2 separate regions of the Zea mays genome follow, and region 1 is linked to region 2. A link is a contact called in public Hi-C data. All regions are on one chromosome and are shown on one strand. Each heading gives the region's core, a stretch centred on a gene start, on an enhancer-like site or on the middle of the called end of the contact. The rest is flanking DNA. Distances are from core to core; before and after follow the strand shown.

Region 1 (4,834 bases), core at 2,273-4,772, 330 kb after region 2:
AAAGGCTGGTCCCCTTGCAAAAAAGTGCGACAAAAGCCTCCAAGCGAGTGCTAACACTCCCTTCGAGGCTCGGGGGCTACTGTCGGGGACCATAATTAGGGGTACCCTCAAGACGCCTAATTCTCAGCTGGTAACCCCCATCAGCATAAAGCTGCAAAGGCCTGATGGGTACGATTAAGTCAGGGATCAGTCCACACGAGTGACTCGATCACGCTTCACCCGAGCCTAGCCTCGGCCAAGGGCAGCCGACCTCGAGAGACTTCCGTCTCGCCCGAGGCCCCCTTTTTATGGCGGACACATCACCGGCTCGCCCGAGGCCTTGGCTTCGCTCAGAAGCAACCTTGACTAAATCGCCACACCGACTGACCAAATTGCAGGGGCATTTAACGCAAAGGTGGCCTGACACCTTCATCCTGACACGCGCCCCCGGCAGAGCCGAAGTGACCGCCGTCACTCCACCGCTCCACTGGCCAGTCTGACAGAAGGACAGCGCCGCCTGCGCCACTCCAACTGCAGTGCCACTCGACAGAGTGAGTCTGACAGGCAGTCAGGCCTTGCCAAAGGCACCACGGCGAACTCCGCCCCGCCCGACCCCAGGGCTCGGACTCGGGCTAAGACCCGGAAGACGGCGAAACTCCGCTCCGCCCGACCCCAGGGCTCGGACTCGGGCTAAGACCCGGAAGACGGCGAACTCCGCTCCGCCCGACCCCAGGGCTCGGACTCGGGCTAAGACCCGGAAGACGGCGAACTCCGCTCCGCCCGACCCCAGGGCTCGGACTCGGGCTAAGACCCGGAAGACGGCGAACTCCGCTCCGCCCGACCCCAGGGCTCGGACTCGGGCTAAGACCCGGAAGACGACGAAACTCCGCTCCGCCCGACCCCAGGGCTCGGACTCGGGCTAAGACCCGGAAGACGACGAAACTCCGCCTCGCCCGACCCCAGGGCTCGGACTCCGCCCTGGCCTCGGCCGAACGACTTCCGCCTCGCCCGACCCCATGGCTCGGGCTCGGCCACGGCAACGGAAGGCAGACTCAACCTCGGCTTCGGAGGAACCCCCACGTCGCCCTGCCTAGGGCACAGACCGCCACGTCAACAGGAAGCGCCATCATCATCCTACCCCGAATCGACTCGGGTCACGGAGAACAAGACCGGCGTCCCATCCGGCCAGCTCCGCCGGAGGGGCAATGATGGCGCTCCACAAGCTCTATGACGACGGCGGCCCCCAGCTCTCTTACGGAAGCAGGGCGACGTCAGCAGGGACTCGACCGCTCCAACAGCTGTCCCTCCGCCAGGCTCCGCCGCACCTCCGACAGCCACGACATCACGCCAGCAGGGTGCCCAGATCTCTCCGGCTGCCACATTGGCATGTACCTAGGGCGCTAGCTCTCCCTCCGCTAGACACGTAGCACTCTGCTACACCCCCCATTGTACACCTGGATCCTCTCCTTACGACTATAAAAGGGAGGACCAGGGCCTTCTTAGAGAAGGTTGGCCGCGCGGGACCGAGGACGGGACAGGCGCTCTCTTGGGGCCGCTCGCTTCCCTCACTCGCGTGGACGCTTGTAACCCCCCTACTGCAAGCGCACCCGACCTGGGCGCGGGACGAACACGAAGGCCGCGGGACTTCCACCTCTCTCACACTCGACTCCGGCCACCTCGCCTCTCCCCCCTTCGCGCTCGCCCACGCGCTCGACCCATCTGGGCTGGGGCACGCAGCACACTCACTCGTCGGCTTAGGGACCCCCCTGTCTCGAAACGCCGACAGTTGTACTGTGCACTGTCCGGTGCACCACTGGATAGTCCGATGCACACGCAGACAGGGAAGGCTGGGAGCTTCCAAATGAAGCTCCAACGGCTCCGAGGCCCCTTGGGGCTATAAAAGGAACCCCTAAGCGCATGCAGCAGGATACCAAGCATTCTAAGAGCACACTACAACTCCGAAACTCCGCGGACACGCCTTTGAAGTGTTTGAAAGATATTTGAGCGCTTTTTCTGGGTCGTTACTCTGTCGTTTTGTTGTTGCACTCTCTTCTTTGCATTTGTGCGTGTTGTTGCTGCGTTGTGCTCGTGTCTGTGTACCCGACTCCCTCCCTTACTTTGATTTGGATTGTGATCATCTTGTGTAAGGTGTGAGAGACTCCAATTTATGGAGATTCCTCACAAACGAGTTTGATATACGAAGAAAACTGTGACACTCAAGTTTGATCTTTGGATCACTTGAGAGGGGTTGAGTCCAACCCTTGACTAAAGGAGGTCACCACAACGTAGAGTAGGCTTTGGTCGAACCACAGAAAAAAATCGATGTCGCTCTTGTCCATTTACTTTTCTACGATTTCTATCTTCCTTTGAGTATAAACTTTCATTTATTTATTGCTCCTAGTTTAATACACATCTCAAGTGAGCAATCAAGTGAAGAGTCTTCCTTCCTCTCATCTTCTCATCCAAACTTGGTTTTGATTTACTCTAACTCATATTTTAGACCAAGTTTGTGTTGTTTTGAGCAATATTTGCATGATCATCTATTCACCCCCTCTAGGTGCTCTCACCCATTCCTTGAGAATCTGAAATGTATGTATACTAACAATTAATTGTTTTGTAAACGCCATTTCAGAAACTGAAGAAATGGATAGAATACAGAAACCTAGTATGAGTGTTTTCAGAAACTGAAGCAGATATGGACAAAACCCTATTCCAGAAGCTGAAGAAATGGACAACACTAAGGGCACGTACATAAGAACACAAGAACGGGGCGATGGGGACTAGGAGCTCTAGGGACGCACCTGCATCCCCGTCATCCATGAATCCCCATCGACGCCATTGTCGTGGTGCTCAACAACATCAAGAACACGCGAGGATGAGAGAGGGGAAGAGAGAGCATCACCTTACCTGTGGGAAGGCAGCGGGGAGCGTCGTCGTCGGGGCTGCGCGCCGCTGCCGCTTCACGCGACCACTTCTTCACCTGCGCAACGCCTTGCCCTGCTTAGCCCGTCTCGCGTCGGGTGTCATGTCGGGGATGCAATCCGGAGGGGATGAGACAGGGATTGGTACCGGATCATGGAGTGAGCGAAAAATCTAAACAGAGTCAGTTTTGATTTTAGTTTGGGCCAAAATGAACAACTTCAATGGGTCACATAAACACCAAACTCTAAACCGGCCTAATTTATTCTGCAGTGAATGAGCTGATCCAGGTGAAACGAACAGGGCCTTAAGAAAGTCGACTCAGCCCTATCATAGGCTTTTCATGTCTAGCTTGATGGCTGCAAACCCCTGTTTCCCTGTTAGAAGAAGACTATTGTTGGAGATTGAGAAAGAGAATTTTCCTTTCGTTGAGTGTGTCTATCTAGGTGGAGATGATTTTCTCTAATTTAAAAACTCCAGATGAACCTGCGTGGAATATTACTCGTGCGGATGAACCCAACCAACTTGGCCGGAGGGTGAATGGTGATACGGTGAAGGCAGACGCCGAACCAAACCAAAAGGCGAAGGCGAAGAAGACCAACCAAAGCAAAGCCAACGGGATCTCCCTCTCATTCCAGAGGACTCCGCGTCGTCAGGCCCGCTTCGCGTGCGACGCCGGCATATAGGGTTTCGCCGGCGCCGGCGATGGACCCACCCCCCGTGAGCCCCGATCGCTGGGGGCCCAGTCAGGGCGCTGGCGTCGGGCCCTCCGGCCTCCGCCGATATGGCCTCAATTTCTCCGCCTCCAGCCTCCTCCAGGCCCCCATCGCGGCCCTCCTTGAGTACTCCGGCGTAGTCCAGTCCGGCCCTGCCCTGGCGGCGCACCACCCGTCCGCGGGGCCCTCGTCGCCGTTGTCGGCGTCGGAGGTCGATGGTCTTCTCTCCGCTGCCGCCGCTGGGGACGGGGAGGTTTCGATCCGGATTCAGGGCGGCCCAGGCGACACGGAGGCCACGGGCGGGCCGGATGCGGGGACCTCGTCCGAGGATTTGATCGAGGCGACCGCCGGCTCTGAGGTTGACCAGGCCTCCGCTGCGGGCAGGGGTGCAGGCGCTACGGATGCGGAGGCAAACGGTGGCGGGGCCGGCACGTCGGGGAACGGGGGCGGGGACCGCGCGTACCAGCGCTACGACGTGCACCACGTTGCGCGGTGGTTCGAACAGATATTGCCGTTCTCGCTGCTTCTACTCGTCGTCTTCATACGGCAGCATCTTCAAGGTTTGCTTCATATCTCTCTTTCTAAATGCGCGTTCAGATATTGCCGTTCTTGCTGCTTCTACTCGTTGCCTTCATACGGCAGCATTCCAAGGTTTGCTTCATATCTCTCGTTCTAAATGTGCGTATGCTACTACTGGAACGTTGTGCACTTGTGCGGACCTAACTGTGGCAACTCAAGTTGTCAACAAGTGGTAAGGCTGTTGTTAAACAAACGGGGAATTTGGTCTTGAATCCACAAGAACTTCATTTGCCATTTGCTTATGTTTAAGTTTTTCATTAGGCTATACTACCTTTCGCTATGGACTCTAAAGCTGTAGTTGATGAAATTTAACTGATTAGTCCACTTCTATTAATGTTTGAAATTAGCCTGTTCTATCCTGTTGCCCTACTATGGTAGGGTGTATACTTTATTTTGTATGTTGTGGTTGAATAATCCATGGCTGTGAGTTTTACTTATGTTATTTTCAGCTGCATTGGTTGGGCACCTAATGCTGTTATACTTTATGTTTGTTGTGCTGATCTTTGACCTTATTCGGTTAATGAATCCACTGCAGAAAAGCATTGTAGTTTGATTTGGAATATTAGCTATGCTAGTGTAGCAATTGGACTTACTGAAATCAAGCTCTTGTATAGTTAGGAGTTGTTGATTCTCCTTATCTG
Region 2 (5,009 bases), core at 2,346-4,845:
AAATGTTGTTGATATTGAGTCCACATTTCCTGGGCGACGATATCTCTTAAACTATTGCCTTGTGTAGTGCCTGGGTCATTCATATGATCAATGCTTGGTAGAGCAACAAAGTTTGATGGATCGATATTATCTGGCTGATGATCTAACCATTCCTCATCACCATGAAGTGATCGAATTAGATTATGGAAGATGGCAGCAGCCATAGGCATCTTTACTTGATTTTCTAGTGTGTGGAACGTGGCAACTTTTAGAATGGGGAAGCGCTTCTTAAGCACTCCCAAAGCCCTTTCCACATGATTCCTTAGAAATGTGTGGCAGTGGTTGAAGAGTTCCTTTGGGTTTTGTGGTCTTCGATGTCCAACCCCAAATTCTTTCAAGTGGTACCAAACTCCTCAGTATGGAGCAAGAAAAGATGGAGTATTTGCATACCCTCCGTCAACTAGATAGAATTTTCCTGAAAGTACAAGGAAACCCTTGCTCATAGCTGATCCTAGCACTCAAGAATCTGTAGTCGATCCCTCCCATCCACTAGAAACAAAAGTGATGTTGAGATCAAAGTCACATACCACCATCACATTTATGCTGAGTGTTCCCTTCCGATTTCAAAAAGGAGAATGTTTCTCAGGAGATATGGAAATAGGAATGAGTTCCATCAATAGCACCGAGACAATTCTTGAAGAATGGATAGAATCTAGGATTATCTTGAATTTTTTGATGCACTTGATTAGGATCAGGAGGCTGTATGAAACGACGAGAGAGGATAGGAATGACCTTCGTAAAGAAGTGGCTGATGTGATGATGGAAGGTGTCATTACTATACCCAAAGTACACTTGAAGATCTTGATATGAGGCATTGTGACTTAACATGTATAAGAAGAACCCCAACTTCTCTCCTCGACCGTGATCCTTGTATCAACGACGATTCTTCTCGTTCTAAGATAAGTTGCCAGCTCTCTAAAGATGTGTGGTTCCATCCTGAATGTAACTTGACAGTTCTTGACATGTCCCTCAAGGAGTCATCAAACCTCGCCTGTCTCATATGATGTATGGCGTTTCTTCTTTTGTCCCCCACCTCTAGTTGAACCCATCAGATATAAGGCAGGAAAAATAAACAACATCATATCATCATCTTCTTCTTCCCTCCTCTTTCTAATATGATCTCGCAATGACATACTCATTGTAGAAGTAAAGAATATACATTTATTGTCAGGTAGAAGTTAAATAATAAAATAGAATTAAAGCAAATCATGTATCATTTCAAAAGTACAAGTAACAAGGACTAAAGAAAACCATATATACGTACAAAGAATTTAATATCTTTTGGAGTTGGTACCGGATCCCAAGAGGGAGGAGGTTCACCTTCCGCAACTATAATTGGTGTTGTAGGGATCTACATGTAACAACTCAAATAAGGAGCTGGCATACATGATCATAAAGTATACACTTAATTCTTCATGATGATGCGCTAAGATCACTAGCTAATGATGCTGTATGAGTGTTCTCCATTCCATGAAAACATCAGTTGTTTGCAACATTTTAGCCATCGTAAGTACTAGTATTCAATTAGGAGAGAAACTAGGGGGAAAATCAGTTGCACTTGAATTGTGGTAATTTGTTTGTCCTCGCTCTTTTTCTCGAACAAAGTTTGGCTTCTCTCAGATATTGTAAATTGACATGGCTCTGTTCGCAGGAAGAAATCTATGATGAAACAGATGAGTATGTTAATGTACATAACAAGTAAGTATTTCACTAATTTCTGCTTATTCTGAATAGCTAATCTAAATCTATGTTGCGCTAAGAATTTAGGCTCCTTCCACTGCATAGCTGTGCTATCAGGTACTACGAGCCCTGCTGGCAAGGTGGAACTGCGCTGTGCGGCATTCAACTTCTCCTCTGCTAACCACCGCTGATCCAGCTCTCCTCTCCAGCTTCTGCGTTGTGCGGCGTTCAGCAACTGTGCTGTGTGGCTGCCGGTCTCACAGACTGCATCCCTCATCGGCGTCCTCGCGCTCGCACGCCGGCCCTCCTCAGCGTACACGCTCTTCTCTGTTGTGCTGTGCCGCCACGCTATCACGATGAGGAAACCATACATAGGGAAGAGAGGGCGGTGGTTACCGGTGAGAAGACAGCGGGGAGAGTGGCCGTCGTCGCTGCGCTGTGCCACCACGCTATCACTTCGCGCCGCCACGCCGTCACTTGGCGGCGGCGTCTCCTCGCCTCGTTTGTCGCCAGCGTTGCCCCCGTTTCACCCAGATTGGATCCCTTGGTAGCACACCTAGATTCGTACCGGGCCATGGTGTTCAGAAAAACTCCAAACGGAGTCCTTCTCATTTTTTGATTTAGGTCCAAACGAGCAGGATTTAGAGAAGTGGCCAAATTTCAATCCGGGTCATTTTTTCCACCTGGAACCAGATCTAGAATGGACCAAACCAAAACTCCCAAAACCCGACCCGACACGTCAAACGGGGAGACAGGACCAACCCGACCCGAACTATGCACTGGTTGGGTACGGGCCATGCTAAATGCCCCACGACCCAACCTTGACTCGACCCGATGTTTGAACAGGTCTAGCCCGTGCCTTCCTGTTTGACATGCCGGGTCGGGTTTTTGGTCGAAAATCACGGCCCGTACCTGAATCGATAATTATTGCGGGTAAAAAATTATGGTCTGTATCTGCCCGTTGTATTGGTCGGGTCTGGTTGGGCCGAGTTTTTTTGGGCGGGTCGTGTTAGGTGGCCCAAGATCAAGTCTAGAAGACAAAGAGCCAAATAGGCTGGATTCAAGTGGTTCACTAAAAATTGGTCACGGATGGATCTGAATCTGAAATAAAAACTAGTGGTCCATTGAAGGTTGTTCGCTTTGGCCAGGATTGTTGTTGCTCGAGTTTCGGTCACGATAGCTGTTGCCCAATTTCGTCCTCTGCCAACGCTCGTCAAGTTGGATCGAGAGGTCAGCATACTTGGATTCGTACCAGACTGTGGTAGAAGGAAAAACTCCAAACCGTATCACTCTTGTTTTTTGATTCAGGTTCAAACAAACATCTTTTGGACAAACGACGTAATTCCTAACCAGATCATTTTATTCTATCCGGAACAAAGGCTGGAATGGACCAAACCGACCGAACCGAACGAGGCCTTAAAAGAGTTCCATGTTAGCAAGAGAGGCATCAACAATTCAACACAAAATTCAAGGTCTAAAAATAAGCACCATATTTTAAGATAATCAAAACACCTTATAAAGGGAAATTTGGATCCATACCGTTAAAAGATCACCACTTTGGATCCATACCATTACTATCTCACTTACATGTGGGTCCACATGAGTCAATGATATGTGGGGTCTATGGTATATATCTAAAGTTTGGATCTTTTAATGGTATAGATCCAATTGTTCCCCTTATAAAATACTACCAAAATAACCATGACCGGTCGGATATAACAAGACAGGATTAAACCTATATATTTTTCACGACTAACAAAAAGATAACAATTCGCGATAATTAAAACATTATCTACGCGGTGATATAGTAAAACTAGGTAACTGGCAGGCCAGCAAGGCAGCAACACTAAACAGAGCTAGGGCCAGCCGTTGGCGTTTGAAAAGCCCCGAAGCGGCAGTCGCACTGGCCGCCCGTATGGCTCAGATTCACATCGATTCCGACATCCCAACCGTCCTTGCCCCTCCGCTCCGTGCTTCTTCAGTTCTTCCTCTCTGTCACCCAGTCACCCTACCCCGTTCGTTGGCCTCCGCTGCGAAATTTAAAACCTCCCAAGCAGAGCGACGCCCAGAGAAGCCAAGACCCTATTTCCCCATATTATTAATAAAATTGGCTTTGGTGGAAAAAAGCCTTCCCTTTTGGCCTGCGCAATTCGAGATTCCGGAGGACCACGGCGGCGGCCGGATCGGGGTGGCGGCGCGGTTCGGTCGCCGCTGAGCGGAGCTGATGCGCCGCGCCTCCTGTGAGGTGAGACTTCTTTTATGCGCTCCCCTTCTCGCCTGCTCTGCTGCCTCGATCTGGTTGCGCCCAAAGCCCACCGGCGGCGCAGCGCTGTACCTGGCTTCCCGTTCGGCGCGGCAGCGGAAGAGGTGGCGTGGTTGGGGGTGACCGCTGCGTTCATTCTGCAGCCGCTCGAGAGGAAGCAGCCGTGGTCCGTGGAGATGGGTTTGTCGTGGCGGGTTTGTGGGTGAGTGTGGCCTGTGGGGTTGCGCAATGGCGGTAGCGCCGGTGGTGCGCCAGCAGAGCCTTACAGAGGGATTGATTTCCTGTGAGGACTGGGACTGAGAGGATGTGGGGGTATTTTGAAAGACTATATATTTGTTCTTCCTTTGTAGATGTTTATCTTTTTATAGTCTGCGTTCTAGAATTCTCAAATCTAGCCAAATTTTACTCGGATTTGTTAATTTCTCACTGTAAAAAATTGATATCTTGTGGTTAAATTTGAGGGCATGTCTATCATGGCAAAATCACGATGCATCACTGTATCTTCATAGTTGTGTATTTCTGTATTATAATTTCGACTATTTGTTATTTTGTTTACATGATTCAATTTTGTTCCCTTCCCCCCTCTTGGCAGACAATGGCCACTTCTCCCCAAGCGAAAAAAATCTGCTAGAAGACCTTAGAGGGTTTTAACATTGGGATGGATATTTGGGCCCTTACCTTGCTTTAAGTGGAGATTCAGTTTTCTGTTTTCACTTAATATGACAACTGAAGAGCGAAAGACTTTGAAGGGCACAGAGTCTTCAGCTCCTTCTGTTCCTCCTGATGGAGGAGTCAGCAAGGAACCTCAAAAAGGGGGGAGATTATCCAATGGGTGAATTTCTATCCGCTTAATGGAACCACTCATCAGGTTTTACGTTATGCATATTCCTTCTTAATTCTTATACATGTTTGTTTATCTCTGGCTTCAGGAGGACAACTGGTCCAGCACGCCGCTCATCCAAGGGCAACTGGACTCTAGAAGAGGTAAAGTTGGCACTCTGGTTTCCTAAATTCGTTAATAGCATGC

The links. Hi-C and Micro-C count contacts between places; a contact is called where the count stands out from the background.
Region 1: a Hi-C map of tassel shows a contact between it and region 2, with 2.3 times the contacts expected there. The contact joins the promoter of LOC100283780 here to the promoter of LOC103630174 in region 2. A contact is called at or near these places in 2 of 25 Hi-C or Micro-C datasets (endosperm and tassel).

The regions. Positions count from the first base shown.
Region 1 is chr6:146,419,304-146,424,137 of Zm-B73-REFERENCE-NAM-5.0, forward strand. LOC100283780 reads left to right here and starts at 3,523. Exons shown (of 8, transcript NM_001156679.1): 1 at 3,523-4,174. The coding sequence starts at 3,604.
Region 2 is chr6:146,088,136-146,093,144 of Zm-B73-REFERENCE-NAM-5.0, forward strand. It overlaps LOC103630174 (Putative MYB DNA-binding domain superfamily protein), which reads left to right and starts at 3,596. Exons shown (of 12, transcript XM_008651258.4): 1 at 3,596-3,964; 2 at 4,575-4,814; 3 at 4,912-4,966. The coding sequence starts at 4,702.